Regions from separate parts of the Mus musculus genome. Here region 2 is linked to region 1. The links are chromatin contacts, called in public ChIA-PET maps. All regions are on one chromosome and are shown on one strand. The core of a region is the stretch at or near the end of the contact, and the rest is flanking DNA. Distances in the headings are between cores, read along the strand shown.

Region 1 (4,948 bases), core at 1,443-3,942:
TCTCCTTACGGATGTTTGTGAGCCATCATGTGGTTGCTGGGATCTGAACTCAGGACCTTCAGAAGAACAGTCAGTGCTCTTAACCACTGAGCCATCTCTCCAGCCCTCAAAATTCTTCTTAAATTAAAAGCATTATCATTATAGAAATATTGTTTAATAAGCATTTTTGTCTCCTGATTTCAAGGTTTACATTCAGAATTTCCTGAGTCCCTCAAATTCCCTTCACTTTTTGTTTTTTGAGACAAGGTCTCATTGTAGCTGTGGCTAACTTGGAATGTCTTACACGCGTTCTCGACCGGCCAGGAAAGACGCAGCAAACCAGAATCTTCTGCGGCAAAACTTTATTGCTTACATCTTCAGGAGCAAGAGTGCAAGAGAGCAAGAGCTCTATTGCTTACATCTTTAGGAGCCAGAGCGCAAGAGCGCTAGAGTGCAAAGGGCAAAAGCAAGAGCCAGAGCAAGAGTGCAAAAACGCAAGAGTGCAAGAGAGCAAGAAAAAGAACAAGAACAAGAAAGCAAAAGAGCAAGAAAAAGAACAAGAAAAAGAACAAGAGCAAGAGAGAGAAAATGGCAAAACCCCGTCCCTTTTAAGGAGAATTATCCTCCGCCTAGGACGTATTACTCCCTGATTGGCTGCAGCCCATCGGCCCAGTTGTCATCACGAGAAAGGCAGAACACATGGCGGGAAAACTGCCCCTGCACGTGTGCAGATTATGTTTACCACTTAGAACACAGCTGTCAGCGCCATCTTGTAACGGCGAATGTGAGGGCGGCTCCCCACAGGAATGTGCAATGATCCTCCTGCCTCAGCTTCCCTAGAACAGGGATTACAGGCTTGTCTCACCAGGTCTGTCTGGCTTCTTCTTTTTCTTGAAAAAAAAAAAATTAAAGCATGAAGCCAAGTGTGGTGGCTCACACCTTTGATCCCAGCACTTGAGAGTCAGAGGTAGGTGGCTCTCTCAGTTTGAAGCCAGCTTGGTCTACATAATGAGTTCCTGGCTGCCAAGATTACACGTCACAAAATGACAATGGAAAAATTAAAATGTAATTATATCATTTCCCCCTTCCCTTTTCTCCCTTCAGCCCTCTCATGTTCTGTCTCCCCTTTACTCTCTCTCAAATTCATGGCCTCTTTGTTATTTTACACACACACAAACAACCTACCGAGCCAGTTAGTGTTACTTGTACACATATGATTTCAGGGCTAACCACTTGGTATTGGATAACCAACTCCTCCCCAGAAAAGACCACCTCTTCTCTTCTCAGCAGTTAATTCCATTGTAGTTCTCTATGGGCTCCCTTTCCATGTCAGCATGTCTACTGATGCTGTCCTTGTTCAGGTCTTGTTTAGGCAGCCATATTGCTATGGTATCATGTGTGAAATTTTCTGTCATTTCTAGGAGACACAATCTCACAGGTTTCCTGGACCTCTGGTTCTTACAATCTCTTCACCCCCTCTTCTGACATGTTCTGTGAGCCTAGGTCCAAGAGTTGTGCTGTTGATCTATGAATCAGGGCTGGGCACGCCAGGCCAGCCTTTTATTTTTGTATGAGACAGGGTCTCACTCTTAGTCCACACTTAACAGTGAAAGGCATCCTCCTGCCTCAGTCACTCACCTGAGTGCAGGAATTACAGGTTTGAGCCTCCATAGCCAGCCCCTTTCTACCTAATTCCTACCTTGTGACCTTGTTGACAGGAGCGGACTTTCTTCCTACTTATAAGAACCCTGTCTTGGAACAGCATCTGGTTTTGGGTCCACAAACTTTTGGTCTTAAACTCCTTTTGCACTTTTAAATACTGCTGAGGGTGGAGGCATTGTATATGTTACTAATAGTTCAGTGGCAAAACTTTAAAAAAAGCCTACACACACATATATACTTTGTGTATTGCCTGCATGTATTACAGCATGTCTATGCCTGGAACTCAGGGAGGTCAGAAGAGGGTGTTAGATCCCCTGGAACTGGAATTACAGATGGTTGGGGCCACCATGTGGGTGCTGGGAATTGAACCCCGACAATCTGCAAGAGCAAGTGCTCTTAACCACTGAGCCACCTCTCCAGCTCACAAAACCATTAGCTCTGCAAGGATCTCAACACAAGCCTATGTAAGCATTAACTAGCAACATTTACAGCTTAGTAGAAATGAAAACTGATTTATTCTAAAGGAAAAATATATACAAGAGTGCAGTCTATTGTAATGGCAGCACCACAGTCACGTGATCAAGAGAAACTACTCGCCACTATAAAGTGAAAAACCAAAAAAAAAAAAAAAAATAATAATAATAATAAAAAGTGACAGTGAAAAACGCTGTTAAACAGTACTGTCCGTACAGTAGATGTCATTAACAAACCACTAACTGGGGTCTCCGACTGCACCCCAGCCTACCCATGCGGTCCAGGGATCCAAATGTGGACGTAAAGTATGGTCTTCGCTACTTAAGATGGGCTAGGAGGCTCTGTAATAGCGACGCTTGGAAGACTGAGGCAGGAGAATCGCAAGTTCGAGCCTACAGAGCTAGACCCGATCTCAAAACGTCAAAGCAAACAGTGATAGGTGGCAGCTGCCTCCCTGCCCAACTTCTAAAAGACAACAGCTACTCGTCCTGCTCGTGTTGCTTAGGACTCCCACTTCCCGGCATGCCCCGGGCGTGCGAGAGGCGTGGACAAGTACGCGCCCGCCCCCACGTGACCCCAGGTCGTGCGAGGCGGGAATGTGCGAGCTTACGGTTGCTGGCTCGCTTGGCTTTTCTGGGCTGTGCAGACCCTAACCGGCCCGCGCCCTCCCGGGAAACCGAAGCCCGCGGGGCCGGAAGTGCTCTCGCCACCGGAGCTCCTGCTCGCAGCGCGTGTTCGGAACTTTTGGGTCCTCTCGCGGCGTTCCTTCCCGGCTTGCCCAGCTTCCGCCTTGAGGTTAAAACTCGCCCCTGGCACTGAGTAAAGGAACGTGGTGCAAACATGTCCCGGATCGAAAAGATGAGCATTCTGGGCGTGCGAAGTTTTGGGATAGAGGATAAAGATAAGCAGATTATCTCTTTCTTCAGCCCCCTCACAATTTTGGTTGGACCCAATGGGGCGGGGAAGACGGTAAGTCCTGAGGCGAGGGCCCCAGAAGGTGTTTAGGGCGTCGCCCTGCGCGCTGCGTGGGCCTCGGGGACCTCAGAGCCGGTCCGGCCCAGCAACTCGGAGTGTCGGAAGCCCACGCGTGCGCTCCGCTCTGGCATCTCGTTCCCGGGGAAGGCCGGCTGCGCCCCTGCTTCCCAGCCCCGCCCCCTAGTTCCGGAAGCGTAGCAGACTCTCGCCACCTACCTGTGCCCAACTGGGACCTCCCAAAAGCCCCTCCAAAAAGCTTTTTTTTTAAATATGAGAGATAGGTAACCTAGAGTTGCAAAACATGTCTACTGGTAAAACATAACGATGGAAAAAAAAAGACTTATTGTGGACATGAAGCTGATAGAGTAGCCCTAACGCTGGAAAATTATTTTATTACTTCTGAAGATTTGGGCAATGCGTTGTGACACACTCGTTTAATCCTAGATTGGCAGAGACATGCCCATTTCTATGAGTTTGAGGCCAGTTTGATCTACACAATAAGTTGCAAGATAGCCAGAAATACCAACTTGGATGTTGAATGTCAGGAGGTGGACTTTTATGTGGAAATGTTACTTGACATTGTACCAGGTCTGTTCTTAGCCTTGATCTCCTGGAAGGAAGACATAATAAAGCGCTTATAATCACTAGCTACATGTATACATATTTTTTGCTATTATTTAATTTATTTATTTTGGACACAGCATCCCACATAGCTTAGGCTGACCTGATCTTCTTGTCCACCAAATGCTAGAATTGTAGATACACACCTCCACACCTGGCTGTGAATGAATATTTGTCATAAACTACTGTGGTTCTCATCACTAAATAACACACAACTTGCTCTTTTTTTAGACCATCATTGAATGTCTAAAGTATATTTGTACTGGAGATTTCCCTCCTGGAACCAAAGGAAATACATTTGTTCATGATCCCAAGGTAATGGTGTCTGTAAAGTTTTGTATTTTAAGAATTAAATTTTTATAATTCTAAAAGTAGTGGTTGCTTATTGTAGAGGACCTTAGAGTGGAAAGTATGCAGAGAAGATGGTCACCTGCAGTGGACGCACCCAGTGATAACCATTGTTGGCATTTTTATTTTCCTATGTACTGTTTAACCCAGCAGAGATCATAGTCCTATCTAATGGTACATTTCGGGGTTTTCCCCCCAGAGCACTGTCATACAGTGTGAAGTTATTAAAGCACAATAGGGCTGACAAGAGCAGGTAAACACATTTGCTGGTCACGCCAGGGTCAAACTTAAGAAGGGTGAGGGGAGAATTGACTCCACAATGAGTTCTCTGACCTTGTGTCATGCACAGACATTCGCGTGTACATACACACATACACACACACACACACACACACACACACACCTCTAATAATAATAACAAATAATAAAAGGAAGTTTTGAAGAAGAAAGCAAAACCACTATAATGATTTCTTAATCTTGGTGTATGGGATGTTTCAATCTTTAGACTTTTTTTTTTTTAATTTAGCTGGAGTCTTTTAGTTGAAATTTGTGATGCTATATAAAATCATTAATAGTTGCAGTATTATTTGCAGTTAGATTGCTTTTAGTTTTTCACCATAGTCTACCGTGATGTAAATCTTTGGAATGCCTTGTTTGGATTGTGATGTTTTACATATAAATATGTTTTGCATATCTATATGCAACAAGAATGTGAATTTATGTAGTGCCGCAGAATCCCATTAAGGTAAGTGTTTATTGTTAAATTCTTTCTGTGCTTGTAAAACCATGTCTTTGTGTATCTATAATTACACTTTCACATTTATATTTTAGTGTATCAGAATTTTGTTTATTATACAAATTAAGTAGGTGGTGTGCTGTGCATCTGTTA
Region 2 (5,303 bases), core at 1,731-4,230, 910 kb before region 1:
ACTTCATGGACTTGAGGTACTACTCTAGTGAGTCTTATGAACCTCAAGATAAAAATCAGTAAAATGAAATCAACATTTTTATTTTATAAACACTCACAGCAAGTCTCAACAATGGCTCTCAATGATCTGACATCTTGATGCCAATGTCCAGGCACAGTCTTCACAAATACTCTTTCAGGTTTGCACGGTGTAATGATTATGGCAGAAGGAATGATAGTCACAAAAGACACTAGGGCATCTATCTACCTTGCTCACCCTGGACTACCCACATCAGAGATCTATTGTTAAGTTGTTAGGGTGAATAAGCAGGCTACAAAGAAAACTCCATGCCATGGAACTGAGGTCTTGTACCAGAAGTCTCATGAGTCGTCATCTTGGACTTAAGATTTTCACACACTCCAGTGAAGACTTGGGTGACTGGAGTTTGCAGGTAAACTCTGACTAAGATTTAAGCTAATATTATCTAGCTAAGTTGTTCCTGAATTCCCAACGAACAAAGACTATGAAATAATAAATGTATATTGTGTTTAGAAGTTATGTTTTGGTACAATATGTTATGTGGCAACAGATTATTTTGTATATAGGGTTAAAAATGTTTATGTGAACAGAATTATTTCTTCTCTCTCTCTCCTCTCCCTCTCCCCCCACCCCTCTGTGTTAAGATGGTTTTTCTGTGGAGCTCTGGTTGGCCTCAAATGTATATATTTCTTACCAACATCATCATCAGTTTTGTCTGCGGGTTCCTTTTCAAGACACTCCCGAACAAGATCTCGACCCTGCAGTGGATCTGTTCTATCAATCTCTTCTTCCTCCTCCTCTTCATCCTCAGAATCAACAGGTCCTTCTGGAAGGCGTGTTAAATCTACATCTCCTACTTCACTCTCTGTAGCCTACAGAAAGAAATTTCAACCACAACTTTGGAAACTTATCAATGCTAGATATCGTAAGAACTAGGAAGCTTCAAAAACTACCATTCACAGAAGATGAAAATGTCTTTCCAAAAGTAAAAAACATTTAGAATACTTTTAATACTATGCTCCTGATCTATACTGTAAATGAAAAGGCATGAATATTAAGAGTTACTACAGTAAATAGTGAGTTGAGCACAGGAAATCCATAATTATAAAATAAGCAATCAAAATGAGTAGTAGTGGAGATTATGACAGCTTCATCTAAGGTCTTACATGCTTTCTGCCCTCTTTCATAGTCAGTTATTCTCTTATTAATCTCCTTTCCTGAGCCCAAAGATTCAGGGAACATCACAGAAGAGAAGGCAGTAAGAGCCTGAAGATGGGGACAAGTGCTCTGAAATACTTCCTTTGTATATAACATGTTGTACTCATGAACTCATAGCAACTGTGGTTACCCACATAAGACCTATATAAGACCAAGGAAGTATAAAATATCCAGCATAATATGGCACTGTTATTTAGAAGTACTCTGGAATAAAATTAAGTCAGTATAAAAAAAACAAAACTCCATTATAGAGTTGCTCCCGAGGCCCCAGTCGTAGCTGAGGATCTATAAAGAAGGTGTAGAAAAGTCACTTTTCTATGAGGGGTAGACACTGGCAGGTTCCTTGTGCTGCAGTAGGATGTATAAATATGTGTGTATGTGACCATAAATACAAGTTTCAAAGAGTTAAAAATAGGAACAAAGCTAAAAATGAACAGGAAGAGGAGAGGCAGGGAAATGGGAAGGAGAACTCTTGAGTAAGAGAAGCAGAACCAGAAAGAGCAATGAAGCAACAGAAATACAACATACTGGGCAGAGAAAGAGTGCCAGCAACAGGATCACAGAGAAGAATGGAGAAAAAACAGGTAAGCCATAGGACACAAAACGACCTTAGAGACAGGCAGGAAAGAAAGCCGTATCTGCAATTACAGCCTCCCTGCTGTCAGAACTGCTTCCACATTTTCTCTGTGGGCCAGCATATTAATCTTCTGGCCTTTGTTAATTCACATTAGGGCTCAGATGACAACTTAGTCTTGCTTTATGCACAATTTATAGTGCCTTTGGATTCCTCTTTATTTTTAAGTAGTTAATAATCCAGAATGAATATACAATGAGCTCCTTTAAGACTAGAAAAGATGGTTTGTAACAGTCTGCTGCTATGGCCTGGACCATTATCCTCTTTTCCTTTTTGAGACAGGGTTTCATGTGGCCCAGATGGGCCTTGACCTGTAGCCAAGAAGGCCTTTAAACTTCTGATCTTCCTGCTGCCATTTAGGATTATAGGTATATGCTCCTATGCTCAGTTTATGAAGTGCTAAGGTTGAACCTAATGGTAACGGTAAGCACTCTACTAACTGGGCTACATACATCTTCCTCCCTTTTCAACAGTGCTAGGCATCAAATATAGGGCCACCCAAGGCTCCTTTAGCCAAGGCATATCCCCAGATCCTAAAACTTTTTAAAAAAGAGTTATTCATTTATTTATGAATATGAGTGGTGCTCTGTCTTCATGAACACCAGAAGAGGGAATCACATACCATTAAAAATGGCTGTGAGCTACCATGTAGGTGCTAGAAATTGGACTCAGGATTTCTGGAAGAGTAGTCAGTACTCTTAACCATTGCACTATCTCTCCAGCCCATAAAAATTATAACTATTTTCATTATATGTATATGAATGTTTTGGCTACATGTATTGTAAGTAAACTGCATGTGTGCCTGGTGTCCACAGAGGTCAGAAAAGGGCATCTAATTCCCTGCACTGGGGTTATTGATGGTTGTGAGCTGCTATATGGAGCTAGGAGCCAAAATCACAAGTGCTCTTACATGGAGCCATCTCTCCAACACCCTAAAAATTCTTAATAGAAAGAAATCTTAACTTCAAGATGATGGTGCTGGAAGGTGGAGCCTCTGAGCAGCTAAAACCTCACCAAGTTATTAGAATCCTCATGAATGGGTAGTGCCTCACGGGTAGTACTATACGAGGCCAGAGGAAGCCCATCCAACCTTTCTTCCATATGAGGAAATAGCTAGATGGTGCCATCTACAGATCAGAAAGAGATCTTTCACAGGATAGCAAATTTGTCATTACTGTAATTTGGAATTCCCAGCATCTAAAACCATGAAAAGTGAATTTCTACTGTTTGTGAGCTACCCAGTGCACGGCATTTTTTTTTGAAACAGCAGCTTGAATGGACTATGATAGTATCTCATATACAATATCCTATTCTGTAACCAACATGTACTTTAAAGCAAAAAGAAGGATTCTCATTAACTGTAAAATGAACAGATGAATAAATTTAACTATATGTGGTGGCTCACGCTTACAATCCCAACATATGAAAGACTGAATCCCTGAGTTCTAGACCAGCCCAGAGTAACACTGGTGGTTGGCATGGTTAAGAGAGTAAATATGAAGACTCAAATGGAAGAGATGGACAATGGTCGACTAAAAGGAGCAGAATAATCACAGGATTAGAATGATAATATTAAGAGATGGTAGGAGACTCACTTTTGTAGGATAGTTAGCAAACTGAGCCCGCCCTAGGCAGATCATTAAAAAGATTATGATAAATAGGTTAAGCACAGGGGTCTAGTAGGACAAGGATTAAACCTCTCTTGGTTTTCCTTTCCTGTCACATGTACTTTGTACATATAATGCGGTGAGTACAAGCTGACTCTACGATGAGTTGGCCTTCACCAAATAAACCATCAGAGAATATCTCTTTCCTGTTTGCAACTAAACATGAAGCTACAGTAAAAGGTGCCACATGTTTAATGAAAATGTTATACAAACTTATAAAAACCACATTTAAAATTGAGGTTTAAGTGTTAAGCCAGCACTTCATATTTTCAATGCTTTTCCTTTCAGCATCATCATGTCCAGGTTCCCTTTTCAGGGACCATTCAGCTTTTAAGCTCATCTTGTCTTCTTGGTCAGAGGAGAATTTTGTGCAATGAAATCTTCCACAATTCTGCAGTCCAGGATAGCCCTGTCCATTTCTCTCCTCTGCCTTACAGACCAACATTTTAGTTAGCAGAGATATTTTGCCATTTACCTTGAAACCAATACTGGTATTTACTTCAAATATTATTCACCTTGAATTTTTTTCTAGATTACTTCTAAGTACCACAGTGCTTGACTCAGCAAAAGAAACAAGATCAGTAAAAACATAAACTCCCATCTGCATAAATTTATTCTGATAATAAATACACACAAAACACCAAAAACACAGCTAAGAAAAAGCATGCTGAGGGTCCAGCAGCATGTACTCTTGCCATGAAGCAGACTCTAAGTGCTGTAGGAAACTAATGGAATACAGAACCAGATGGCAGATGGTAGTGGGAAATGAAAGGCTTGAAATTCGTAGTTTGGTAAGAGCGAAGCACTGAAATTTCATTAATAGAATACTATTTAAGCCATCACATTCTTGCAATTTGTTTCAAGTAGGAGTTTAAATTAAATGGCACTGTATGTGGGTAGTGGGTAACTTAGCCTTGGACAAGGGCATAGATGGTGTCTTTTTGTATTTGTATTTTTCCTAGGATTAATACTACAGATTAAACCCCAGGACCTTGTTCATACCAGGCAAGCACTCCACTGTCAGATCACAAATTCTCTAGCTGCCTTTTTCTTCCAGAAACGAGGCCACAGCTCGGAGCAGCTCAGCCTCTGGTCAGACCTGGTAAGGAAGCTCACTGTGCAGCTCTTCTACTTCTCCCAGCTACAAGCTGCATTTATGTGCTGCCTAGTGCCTGCCTTCAAGCTGCAGGATGAAGCTTGTCTACCCTGTTCATCAGAGAAGCTAAAAGAATCAGCGCCCCCACCCTTCCCCTTCTCTCTGGATTTCAAGTGCAGGTTCTCTCGCATCCCTCCTCACTTTCGGGAACCCAGTCATGCTCTACAGCACGGGAGTTATAGCTGATTACAGCTTTGCTCAGGATCTGAAGAAATGCCCTCCTCTTCCCTGCAGGCTCTATAATGCTTCCTATGGTCTGATATTTTTTTTTTTCTTGTCTAATGTTCTTTCATTTTAAGGCTTGATAATGCCTCCTTTATACACCATGGTCATGGGGGTGGGAATCCTTCCTCTCTCCAGATCATAGCCCTTTCTGAAGGAAAATTTTGTGCCAGCTCCTTTTTGCAAATCTACATTTTTAAGTAACATCTATCACCGAGTGACACCCCTACTGAACAGATGATATTCCTAACAGAAAATTGAAAGACCGGTGGCTAAAGAACATTTAGCAGAACAAAGCTAATTGGGGAAGGGGTGGGGGGAAGCAGCAGCTCTAATAGAGATATGGTACCAAAGTCTGGTAACATGGTAACATGAGTTGAAAGTTAAG

Evidence for each region. ChIA-PET counts read pairs in DNA pulled down with a chosen protein or histone mark.
Region 2: a contact with region 1 is called in an RNA polymerase II ChIA-PET map of memory CD8 T cells, with 8 read pairs. The contact joins the enhancer-like site here to the promoter of Rad50 in region 1. A contact is called at or near these places in 1 of 39 promoter capture datasets (liver), 2 of 115 datasets of contacts at active chromatin or transcription factors (bone marrow-derived macrophages and memory CD8 T cells) and 1 of 9 other capture datasets (liver).

What each region holds. Positions count from the first base shown.
Region 1 is chr11:53,705,063-53,710,010 of GRCm38.p6, reverse strand. Rad50 (RAD50 double strand break repair protein) reads left to right here and starts at 2,692. Exons shown (of 25, transcript NM_009012.2): 1 at 2,692-3,084; 2 at 3,943-4,026. The coding sequence starts at 2,956.
Region 2 is chr11:54,615,473-54,620,775 of GRCm38.p6, reverse strand. It overlaps Rapgef6 (Rap guanine nucleotide exchange factor (GEF) 6), which reads right to left. Exons shown (of 29, transcript NM_001252494.1): 8 at 713-890. Among named protein-coding and RNA genes, the nearest start is that of Rapgef6, 95 kb to the right of the region's middle. Within about 2 kb of position 2,980, at least 18 of the 459 cell types and tissues checked have an H3K27ac peak or open chromatin away from gene starts, as enhancers often do. A contact at or near this core is called in bone marrow-derived macrophages and memory CD8 T cells, where this site is marked.